Regions from separate parts of the Gossypium hirsutum genome. Here region 2 is linked to region 1. A link is a contact called in public Hi-C data. All regions are on one chromosome and are shown on one strand. The core of a region is the stretch at or near the end of the contact, and the rest is flanking DNA. Distances in the headings are between cores, read along the strand shown.

Evidence for each region. A called contact is a pair of places that touch in the nucleus more often than the background predicts.
Region 2: a contact with region 1 is called in a Hi-C map of leaf, with 1.7 times the contacts expected there. The contact joins the enhancer-like site here to the promoter of LOC107901701 in region 1. A contact is called at or near these places in 9 of 34 Hi-C or Micro-C datasets (fibers, hypocotyl, leaf and 1 more).

What each region holds. Positions count from the first base shown.
Region 1 is chrD06:49,520,758-49,526,755 of Gossypium_hirsutum_v2.1, reverse strand. LOC107901701 (nucleolin) reads left to right here and starts at 2,110. Exons shown (of 1, transcript XM_016827792.2): 1 at 2,110-3,272. The coding sequence starts at 2,318. The coding sequence ends at 3,031.
Region 2 is chrD06:49,628,408-49,634,015 of Gossypium_hirsutum_v2.1, reverse strand. No RefSeq gene overlaps it. Among protein-coding and RNA genes, the nearest start is that of LOC107900370, 30 kb to the left of the region's middle. Within about 2 kb of position 2,050, at least 2 of the 9 cell types and tissues checked have an H3K27ac peak or open chromatin away from gene starts, as enhancers often do. A contact at or near this core is called in leaf, where this site is marked.

The DNA.
Region 1 (5,998 bases), core at 861-3,360:
GTTATTGAATAATAATCAAATGCTTCTTTGTGTACAATGTAAAGGCCTTTATATAGACTAGCTAAATAAATCTAAATAAAACTCTTAAGTATGCTAGAACTCTAATTACCCTAAAGAAGAAGTAATTTTAAACTAAACTTTCTTGTTAACATAAAACTTCTAAATAACTTAAAATACTTAATAATTATAAAAATTTAGAATAAAAATAATAAAATAATAAGAGTTGGTAAATACAATATTAAGCTCATATATAATAAAGATTGAGCCTAAAACTCAAACCCAATATGATTTAAACTCAAATTAAGATCTCGAAACTCGTAACTTATATAATAATCTCGTCCAAAAATATTGCTCGCATAGTCTCAACTAAAACATTCATAACTTGAGTTCCCGAACTCAAAGTTGAGTGATTCAAAGTGTGTTTCGAAGCTAAGAGATAGATCTTTGAACGGTATAAAGACATCTTAATCTAGAAATACTTTGATCCTATCCAAAAATTTATCACAAGTTGAATAATCTTTTCAGCTTGAAAATTGACAACTTGGTTGAATTGACTTTAATACATTTCACCCATTCCGTGCATGCATCATTCCTCTTTTCCTTGAAAAGATTCATCCTCACATATTGGCTTTGATCGAATCTTGGTTTAATTTGCTTGACCTTTGACCTTATTGATTGTCTTGAGGTAGTGTAAGCCCATCACATTCATGGGCCTAAAATTGGGCCTTGAAACTCGTATCAAACAATTTTTAATATTATAAAATCAAATAATTATTTCAAATATCATTATCATTTTTATACGTAAAATATTTTAAATATAATTGTTTTTTCACCTACATTGTAGGTATGGTAAATTATAAAATTATAAAATCATAAAATCAACTAATTATTTCAAATATAATTATTTTTAGTAAATAAATTTTTTATATGTTAAATATTTATTTTTCAATCTATATTATGAGTGTGGTAAATTTTAGTATTATATATTTTTGTGTGTGTATGTGAAATAATTATTTAAAATATTTCACATATAATAATAGTGATATTTGAAATAATTAATTGAAATATTTCACACATAAAAATAATGGTATTTGGAATAAGTATTTAAAATATTTTACATATAAAAATAATAATGATATTTGAAATAATTATTTGATTTTATAATATTAGAATTTACCATACTCACAGTATAGATGAAAAAAATATTTGACATATAAAAATTATATAAAAGAAAATAAATAAATAAATAAATAAATTTGTTGATACTCTTCAAAAGAGAATATATTTAATTTTATAATGATATATATAAAATATGGTTTCATTATATAAAATATTTTTTATTATTTTTTATATAAATAAAAAATATTTTGAATATAATGAAATATATTAAATATATTTTCATTATATAATTACATATTTATTATATATAAAAATAAAAATTTATTAATTAAAAAATAAATAAAAAGTAAAATAACTTGAAAATAACATATTTATTAATTAAAAATATTAACTAAATATGAAAAATGAACCAAAAAAAACCTTGAAACAACATAAAATTAAAAATAATACTTAAGATAGGAATCAAACTTGAGATAAAAATAGTAATAGGTGACCATTTGATTAGGAGAACTGATGTGTCAAAAGAAAGTGCTTTTTATAAAAAGTGTTTTTCAAAAAATATTTTTCCTAAGAGATGCTTTTGTCACATCTAAACAAAAATGGTCTATTTTTCTAAATAATCAAAATTTCAACTTATATTTTTAATTTTTCTTAAAATCGACTCATACTCCTCACTTTGCATATAATTTTTTTATTAAAATATAAAATCAAGATAAATTATTAAAATATATTTAACTTCTAAATAAATAACAAAAATTCCTATAATATATTTAACTTCTAAATAAATAACAAAAATTCCTATCTGGGCAAGAAAAAATAAAATTCCCTAAAAGATGTACGATAATATGTTTCACCTCACGCAATAATTCATGGCTTTTGTGACTTCGCTTCTTCTTAAAGCCACGTTAAGTCCGCAGGCTCCGTATCACTTTGTCTTCGAGAACAAAGTAATCCACTCTCGTAGTCGGACAGAACATAAAAATAAAACAAAATTAATAGCATACTTAATTATTTATAAATTCAATGTATTGTTACCATAATACCCATTTCGTTGGTTGAATTGTTTCTTATTTATATACATGTTTAAGGGTATTATGGTCACATACAGGGTCTATATTAGGCTTAAGGTCTGAATTAAACCATAACCTCACAATTTCCGGAAGAGTATCTTCATTCGTTTACTTTTGAGGTGACTTTAATGGAAATCGAAGAGATAATGAATCTCTTCGATTCATGTTGGTTTGAGATGGAAATCTTGAAGAAACAGACATCTCAATCAACATCTACGAGTTTTGAGCCCAACCCAGATCGAAAAACTGAAGGGAACTCATCAAAACCAGAGCTTAAACGCACCCAAAGTACTCTCCATTCAAGATCCATGAGTGATCAATTGAGCTTAAATAGAACAAGCTTCGTAAGTTCTTATGATTCTTTCTCACCAGACTCAGTTCTCCACTCACCAAATCTCCATAAAACCATCTCAGGCAAAGAAATCGCAGAAGAAGAATTGAAAGAAACTTGTAGTAATATGAGAATTACGAGAAGAAAGAAAGGTAGGAGGAGTAAGAGCTTGTCAGAGTTGGAGTTTGAAGAGCTAAAAGGGTTTATGGATCTTGGCTTTGTTTTCTCAGAGGAAGATAATAAGGATTCAAGGTTGGTTGAGATAATTCCAGGGTTGCAAAGATTAAGAAGGAAAGAAAGTCAAGAAGAAGATACCCAAGAAGCAGATGATGATGATGATGATGATGATGATGAAGTTTCAAGGCCTTACCTTTCAGAAGCCTGGAAAGTTTCAGAAAGAAGAAAAACAAACCCATTGATGAATTGGAGAGTTCCTGATTTGGGTAATGAGATTGACATGAAAGACAGCCTTAGATGGTGGGCTCATACTGTTGCCTCTACAGTCAGATGAGAAGAAGAACTGAATTCATAGCTTCCAACTTCCAAGTTTTGGGTTTTTTTTTTTCCGTGAGAATTAAATGATTTTTGCCGTCAATTTTCTTTGCGTTAGTTAAACTGTAAAAAGAAAACAAACAAACAAATAAATATATATATATATGTTTCCGGCAACGACCGATGATATACCAGGTCTTTAGTTTGTTAGAAGATTTTTATTTTTATTTACAAATTATGTTATGTTTTCAAGGTGAAAATATGTGATTATTCTCTATATTATACATAAGCTGTAACTTTAATTTTTTTTTCTATTCTAATTCCATCAATTTATTATCTACACTTTTTGAATTTTTCTATTGTTCATGTAGTAAACTTTTGTGGACTTAATATCAATTCTTCAATTTTACACTTTTAGTTTTTTATTTTTTAAATTTTGAATTTTTAATATTTATTAAAACAATAATCTTTAATTTTTTTAATTAAAATGAGTGTTTTTAACATTTTATTAAAATCATAAATTATTTTACCATTATACATGTAAATTTATGTTTGTCAATATAAAATTTTAAAAATAGTATAATTTAATTTAATAAATTTAACTATTATTATTTAAATTTAATGAAAAATTACAATAACTATATAATCAAGTAAAAGTTAAGAGATCTTTACTTTTTATTTTATTTTGTAGATTCGATCATGCTCAATTAGAGTTTAATGTAGCTACGAAATATTCGAATCTACCCCAGAATCGTAGCCCAAAGGAGGAACGAGTCTAAGCTTGTTGATGTTATCGCCAACCAAAGTAGATAGTTGACTTGTATCTTATGTATAAGACAGGAACTTTCGATTAAAAGATATCTCCAATACTTGTCCCATATCTTTGTCCGAAAATGAAGGTAAATTTTATATATATATATTTATATATTTATAATTTCTTATTAGTAGTTGATATTTGTCGTGTTGCATTAAAAATAAATTAAATGTTGAAGTAAGCTTCTTGTACATAATAATAATAATAATAATAATAGTAATAATAATAATAATAATAATAATGCACTTCATGTGATGTTTAACTCTTCAACTAACAGAAGCGGCTATTGCTTTACTTGGAAGTTAGAATTTGGTAGCACGTTATTTGATTTTAGATTTAGCCGGTCCATATTTAGGTTATAAATAAATTCAGTTTGAATAAATATAGTTCTTGTTTGGATTTATTTGTTTATTTATTGTTAGGTTTATGTTAAGATTTTTAAAATTGCATTCAAGTTTGTCCAGTTAAATTATGTGCACGTTTAGGTTTGTGTTAGGCTTATTTTTGTTATTTTTTAATTTATAAATTAAATTACATGCTTTTTAATTGGTTCATTTTAATTTGTTGACGGCGTGACCAAAGTACTTTCCTCCATGAATCATACGCGGCTTTCAATAGAGGGGACAAAATCTCCCTTAGAGAACAATATATTTCGTTGTTGAGAGACTTAGTCAACGTTCCTAAAGATGATATTTTAAAAATTTTTCTTGAAAAATCGATCCTTCATCAACAAAATTAAATAATTTTTAACTAAATTAATATATAATCAAATATATTCATCAACAATTTTAAATTTTGTCATGGATAGCTTATTTAATTTGACAGGTAAACATAATGATGTTAAATTGTTGATGAAATTTTAATTTATCACTTGCATATTTTTAGAAGTGGGTTCAACCTCGACTTATTTGAATTTGTGGTTTGTTTGTATAAATTGAATCAACTTTTTTTTAACTAAATATATGTCCACAATTAATTATAAATTTATTTACAAATCACCTATATGGCAATCATTTTGATATAGAGCTTACAACTGCTTTTCCTTTTCTTTAATAGAAAAGATTAAAGAATATAACAAATTTATTAATTTAATGATCTAACAATAAAATGGTAAAAGCAATTGATTATTATACTTAATAATTAAATCAATTTTTAAAAAATGTTTTTCAAGTAAACTCCTAAATTTATAAACGAATGAAAATAATGGATGAGATGACCACTTTGAAGTCATCCCAAATTCAAATCTTGAGCCCAAACAAAAACTATATACTAGGTCAAAATAATAAAATAATCTTTGAATTTGTCTATTTGATCAGTTTACTTAAAATCCGTTAAAACTTAATCACTAAAACAACTTCTAGAGAAAATCTTGATTGTTAAAAAGTGATTATTAGAGAACTCAAATAGAAATTTATATATGTATTACGATTCAACTTTTCTAGGCTTGCGAGCAGTTGAGAGACGTTCTGTCCTCTGTTCTTGTTTGGGATGTCACTAGTGAATAAATTCCTTATCCATCTCTCTTCTTTTCTAACCCCCCCTAAACACCTTACCCACCACTCTACCTCTCCCAACCTGAGAACATGTTTCTCCTCATAACCAGAGATTTCCCCTAATCCAACTCATTTGCCAATAGGATTAGCCTTCACCTGTGCTTCTCTCCTCTTTCTTGAGTTTTTGACACTCCTTTCTTAGCATGGGCTTCAATTGTGAAGCTAAGTTCGCTTCTTCTCCCTCCTTTTTATCAATCCTTCAATCAAGATTCTCCTCTAGAAAAGAACTCAAATAGTTGGTTGATTGAAGATTTTTTTTAGTCTAAGTTGAAGTTTTTCTTGGAGTTTACAACTCAAGTGTTGATGGAGGGAATTTAGTTAGTGGCTAGCCTAGATCCCTCACATATTAGAGCCCTTAATGTACAATATTTTATATTTTGTTGTTTTCTTTACCTTTGATTCAAGATGAAGATTGGAGGCCTATAGTTTCTTTTGGATATTATGTTATCACAACCAAGCCTCCTTTTTTTTGTCTCTTTTATTATTTATTTATACTCTTTTGAATTCCTTATGGTTTTGCATGTACTAACTTCCTTATTGAATCATGGAACACAACCACAATTAATCCCTTTAGACTAATGCTCATCCAAGAGTGCTTCAACAACTTAATAGGACTTGA
Region 2 (5,608 bases), core at 801-3,300, 110 kb before region 1:
AGGGAGGATGAAACCTATGATGAATTTTATTATTTGATTTATTTTTTACGCGATAAATACTTGATTCTTGTTCTCAATTATGTGTGCTTATTTCTTGTTTTAATATTTTCGGGATATTAATTCATGTTTAATGTGCTTAAATCAGAGGAGGAAAAGTCCCTGTTTAAGAGTAGATCTAACATAATTGAGTGGAGTTGCATGCAATCCTAGAAATAGGACGACATAAATCTACCGGATTGTAGTCAAATCTAATAGGGGAATCCATAGATCGAGTTAATGTGACGATAAAGGTTTTAATGAGAAAGAAATTTCAATCAACCTAGAATCAATTACTCTTACTCTCGAAAGAGATATTAGCATAATTTAGGGATTTCTACGGATCAAGATACCAAGTGAATAAATCGTTTAATTCAGATTCATAATAATATATGAAGTCTAGGTGGATTCTTTTCATGGGTATTGTCACTCTCATAGGTTATTATTCAGCTATTTTCTTGACTTATTTTCTGTTGAGTACTTAGTTATATTAATTTAGTAATTTTAGTTTAAAACCAATCACTCCAATTTGTCGGCTAAATAATAGGAAAACGGCAATTACTAATACTTTTAGTTCTTATGGATACGATATCTCTACTCACCATAGCTATACTATTTATCGATAGGTGCACTTGCCTTCGTCGTATTTTTAGTTAGTCACGTGAACACACATCAGAACTGCAACTTTGATGTTAATTATTCTGGATTTTATTGAATTAATTAGTACCTATTGCTAGATTTTATGTTTCTTAAGCTTGGTTATTTGGATTTGGATGTTTAGTGTTGATCCAATTGTTTAGTTTCTAAGCAACAATATATTTTCATGTGTTATCCATTACATGTTATATTTGCATAATTGAAGAAGTTTTTTTTTGGGGGGGGAGGTTTATAAATTTAAAGATATGGGATGCCTCTATTTTAAAAGCTGAAAGCTTCGGTTAGTAAATTTAAGGATCAAATTGATAGAATATACAAGTATTGAGGACTAAATGTATTTTTATGCCAGTTAGAAAAAGGTCATATCATTATTTCCGTTATCAATTTAATAGCGGATGACCAAAATAAAAATTAATATAAAATTTAATACCTAAAATGAAAATTTTTAAAATTAACTTAAAAAAAAAAGTGAACATAATTGGGTGATCATTTGTATAGTTTAGGTTTATTTTAGTAGCTCCACAACTTCCCAAATCCATCCCCCTTTAAATCACACATATATTTAGCTTTTATTGGCGTATACCCTAGTGACACACCAGCTCTGTTTTGAAACCTCTAAGGGGGGTCTCTCTATCTGTCCCAATAATCTTCTGATATTTGGATATGTTTTTAAACCCATCAGTTTTATCTGTTTCCTTTGTCCATTTGTGCATGACATCTCCCTCTCAGTTTGTGAAAGGAGGCTCTACTTTCTACCCATTTTGTCTATATGTTGAAGCTGTTTTTCCCTTTTTTATCTTCCCGTCCAGTGAATCCGGACTCACATGACCAAACTATCTTCCTTGCTTGCATCTTGCCAAACACTATGCTTTAAGTTTTACTTTGGAAATAAACAATTGTTTTACCCAAAACAAGAGGCTAAAGGCAATATGTAAATGTATGTCTCATTTGGGTTTAGGTTTTCTTTCTACTATTTTCATGTCGAAAACCAGTATTAGCAAATATATTTTATATATCTATAGATCAGATTTATGATGTAAATATATATTTTTTCTTTCTTAAAGTTTGTCATTGATTACTGGGATGTAGTACAAGCCTTATGGGGATACCCAATCTGTTGTTTTGCAAGGAAATGAAGAATCTCAAACTCTGTAAAATTATCAGAAAGCTGAAATACTCTTCAGCTCTGCATCGTAACAGCGTCTACAGTCCTATAAATAACACAGGGCAAAGTTACAAATTCCAAAAACAGCGAATGTAAATCCAAGTTATCCCTTTGATTGCAGTGTAACCCCTCTAACAAGCCTGAAAAAGAACAAAGAAAGAACAAACCATTTATGGGCCATAAATCCATATAAATCATATGTCGGGCTTGACATTTGGCCCAAAAGAACATGCCTTTAGAAAATGCAGCTTCGAGCTTCTGCATAAATCAGAAGTTTTAGGTTCATTTGGCTGGTTGACTAATGGGGACATCCACACCAGATATAGAAAATAGAGAACATTCTTTGGATCTTCCATGCCAAAGGTATTCTCCAAAACTCCCTTTTTTTTCTCTCTATTTGTGAAAATACAGTTGGGTGCTGATGAAAACATTCAAGGAAGCATATTGGTTTATATTGGCGATTATTCACTGGAATTCTTAAATATGAACAATCAGGTGGCAGTCAATGTCATTCATTCAAGAATAAAAAGCAACATTTAGGCATTGTTCCATTGAATATGCTTGTTTCCAGGACAGCATAAATAAGGGAGAATTAAGGCAGTGTGGCAAACCCAACCAAGGGCGATGACTTAAGGTGCAACTGCATTACAGGGCAATTTCTCCATTGGCAGAATGTCACTTTAAAGCTCATTCTTTTTTTTTTTGGTGAAATTTAAAGCTCATTCTTTGATGTAGTGTAGTGTGCACTCTGCCAAAGGAGATTTGTCCGGCTATTCTTTTGCACTACAAACTCAATGAATTACTCTATTGAGATTCAAAGAAGACAATGTTTCCTTTCCTTTTTTCTTTGTAGCAAACCCTTGTTTTGTTTGTTAATATGGCTTATATAAATGCTTAATCATTATTTATTTTCCTGATATTTTGCCTCTCCAAATTCTAGAGTTTGAGACCATCATGAATTCGAAATTATTTTCTGATTCAGACACTAAAATTCTTTTGCTTTCCCTCTCCAGGTATAATTCGGAAGTGAAGTACTGATATTTCTAGTTGAACATAGGTCTGCTCTTCTATTTAATGGGAGATTCGAAACAAATTTCTGATAAACTGGATGAACCAATTTCTCCAAACATGTCCAAATTTGATGTCCGGTTGGGACATGTTCTAAGGATAATGAAATGGACAGAGAAAGGCTTAGCGAAGAGAGTTGATTCTTAGGTGGAGTCTAGATATTAATAACCAACGTTATTTATCTGTGTCGATGATATCCTAAAGAAATATATGCAGTCGCCTTTGTGTTTTTTATTACGAGTTATGACCACTTTTGTTGCTTTGTGAAGCCGGTTTTATATCTTCTTTTTCCATATGGAAATTTGAAAATTATGTTTTTAAAATATATCAATGTGTTTATAAATAATATACAATAGATAATAAAATGTAAATTTTAAAATTAATAATAACACATATGTAATATTAATGAAATTAAAAAAATTAAATTATAAATAAAAATAACTTTAAATAAGAAAATTCATCATATTAAGAATATTAAATGCACTTCAATTGTTTATTATAACATTTTCATTTTTTTTTAAGTTGATATCGAATTAACTTGTAATACTAACTCAATTGACGACATTATCAATAAAATTATGACGTACCTATGATATGAGTAAAAATAATCATATAATATATTTATAAAGATTTCATATAAAAACTCTGAACTGACAAAATTTGGATAGCATATGTTTGGTGTTTTGAGTTCAAGTCTAATCTTAATCATGGATTCCTTTCTAGATTTTATATAAAAAGAAAAAAATACCTTTAAACTAATATTTATTACTTTGTTAAAATAAAGAATATTTGGTAATTTAATAATTGAGCTAAGATCCTATTATGAGTGTCACAAATTCAATAAGAATCTTTGTATATAGTATAGATATACAATTGATAGAAGTAATAAAGTGTGCATAATAAAATTAAAATTTATTTAAAAATCAAAATAAAGTTTTGATTCGATAGCAAATTTATAATTTTACTAATACAATTAGTGTGAGTTCAAATCCCATCATATTCATTTTTTATATTTTTAAATTAAAAATATTAAAGTACCCCCGAACAATATAACTTATTTTAAATACGAAAGGAAATTATAATAATTCCCCTAACCGAGTTGGTGTTCTATTGACTCGTGACAACAACTCAGCCAGAGACTTAAATATATATATAATATATATGGAAAATATTTGGTACACTGTCAATGGAGTTTTTAGACTTTATAAGTAATGTCAGGGGTTGATAAGTATCCTATAAGGGTATAGTAAAATATTAAAAAAAGAAGAAGAGATATATAATAATTTTTTAAGACTAATTGTGGAATAAAAAAATAATTTCTTAGTGTACCAAATACTAGCCCATATATATACATGTGTGATACACAATCAATTAACCGCAACATGCCACTTCATTAATGAACAAAATAATCATATAATTAAATACTTATAAATAAATATTGATAAATTAATTTAAACTTAATTAAAAAATAATTACAACGATTCCTTTGTCATCTATTTATATATTTATCGACCATTTATCTACAGTGATTTTTACCTTTGGTTCACATCCCTTGCTGCTTTTTCATTTTAAACCTGATATCTTGAAATCTTCAAGTTTTATGGTTTTAATCTTTTAAATTAACACACAATCTAGAGAATGTAACTCTCTCTTTTCTAAATATGAAATATTAGAAAAATTATATTATGTGTAATTTGAGGACCATAACCCTAATATATATAACTTTTACACATTAACCCTATTTTCTAATCAGTCCATCATCAATTACAAATTAGTTACTAGACTATCTACACATATTTGACTCATACTTTATTTAATAACTAAAGCCCAATAACCTTAAACTAAATTAGATCATTTTAAATTTGGGTTAGCATTTTATGATAGCAAATAATAACATGTAATTACCCTTATTATATATATGATGTTCATATTTTCCAACACAAAATTCAGAAATTTAGATTTTGAGGTCAATTTTTTTGTAAATTAAAGTGTTTATAAAAGTTATATAAATTAATGTATAATTTATTTTTGTTGTTTTTCCTCTACTTCACTAATATACTTTCTTTTAAAATATATATTTTTATTTTTATTAAACATTTAGAATAGATAAGTCTAAGCTTCAAACACATAAAGATGTTCACAAAATTAACACACAACTAATAATTTTCTTTCACAAAAATAAAAATCACTTAATCGTTTTGTTGGTGCCTTTAGAATGTAATATATCAATTTTTTTCTAACACAATTTTTATAATAATCACACTAACAACAACTATTTTTAAATAAAAATACTAAACTTCTTATAAGTACATTTAAAAGAATTCAAAATTTAAAATAGAATAAATATTAATATATTCAAGAATTTGTATTAATTAACTAGGATAGTGGTATCCTTAGACATTTTTATCCCGACTAAGCCTTCATAAAGTGCCGACATTCAGCATCCCGGCATGAGAAGTGGTCAATCTCCTTCATAAAACCAGCTAACCAGTTCCCTTCCCGATCCCTAGTCAGCCCCGCCCCCTACAAGTTGCAGTTAAAGATGAATGAATAACGGCCCCGTCTGTATTAAGCTTACACTAGCCCTCCAATGGCAGCTTCAATCTCATTCGTTTTCTCTCCTTTGTCACTGTCATCGGTATCTCAACCATAGCTTGTGTGACCTGTTTCGACCAAGCTAAA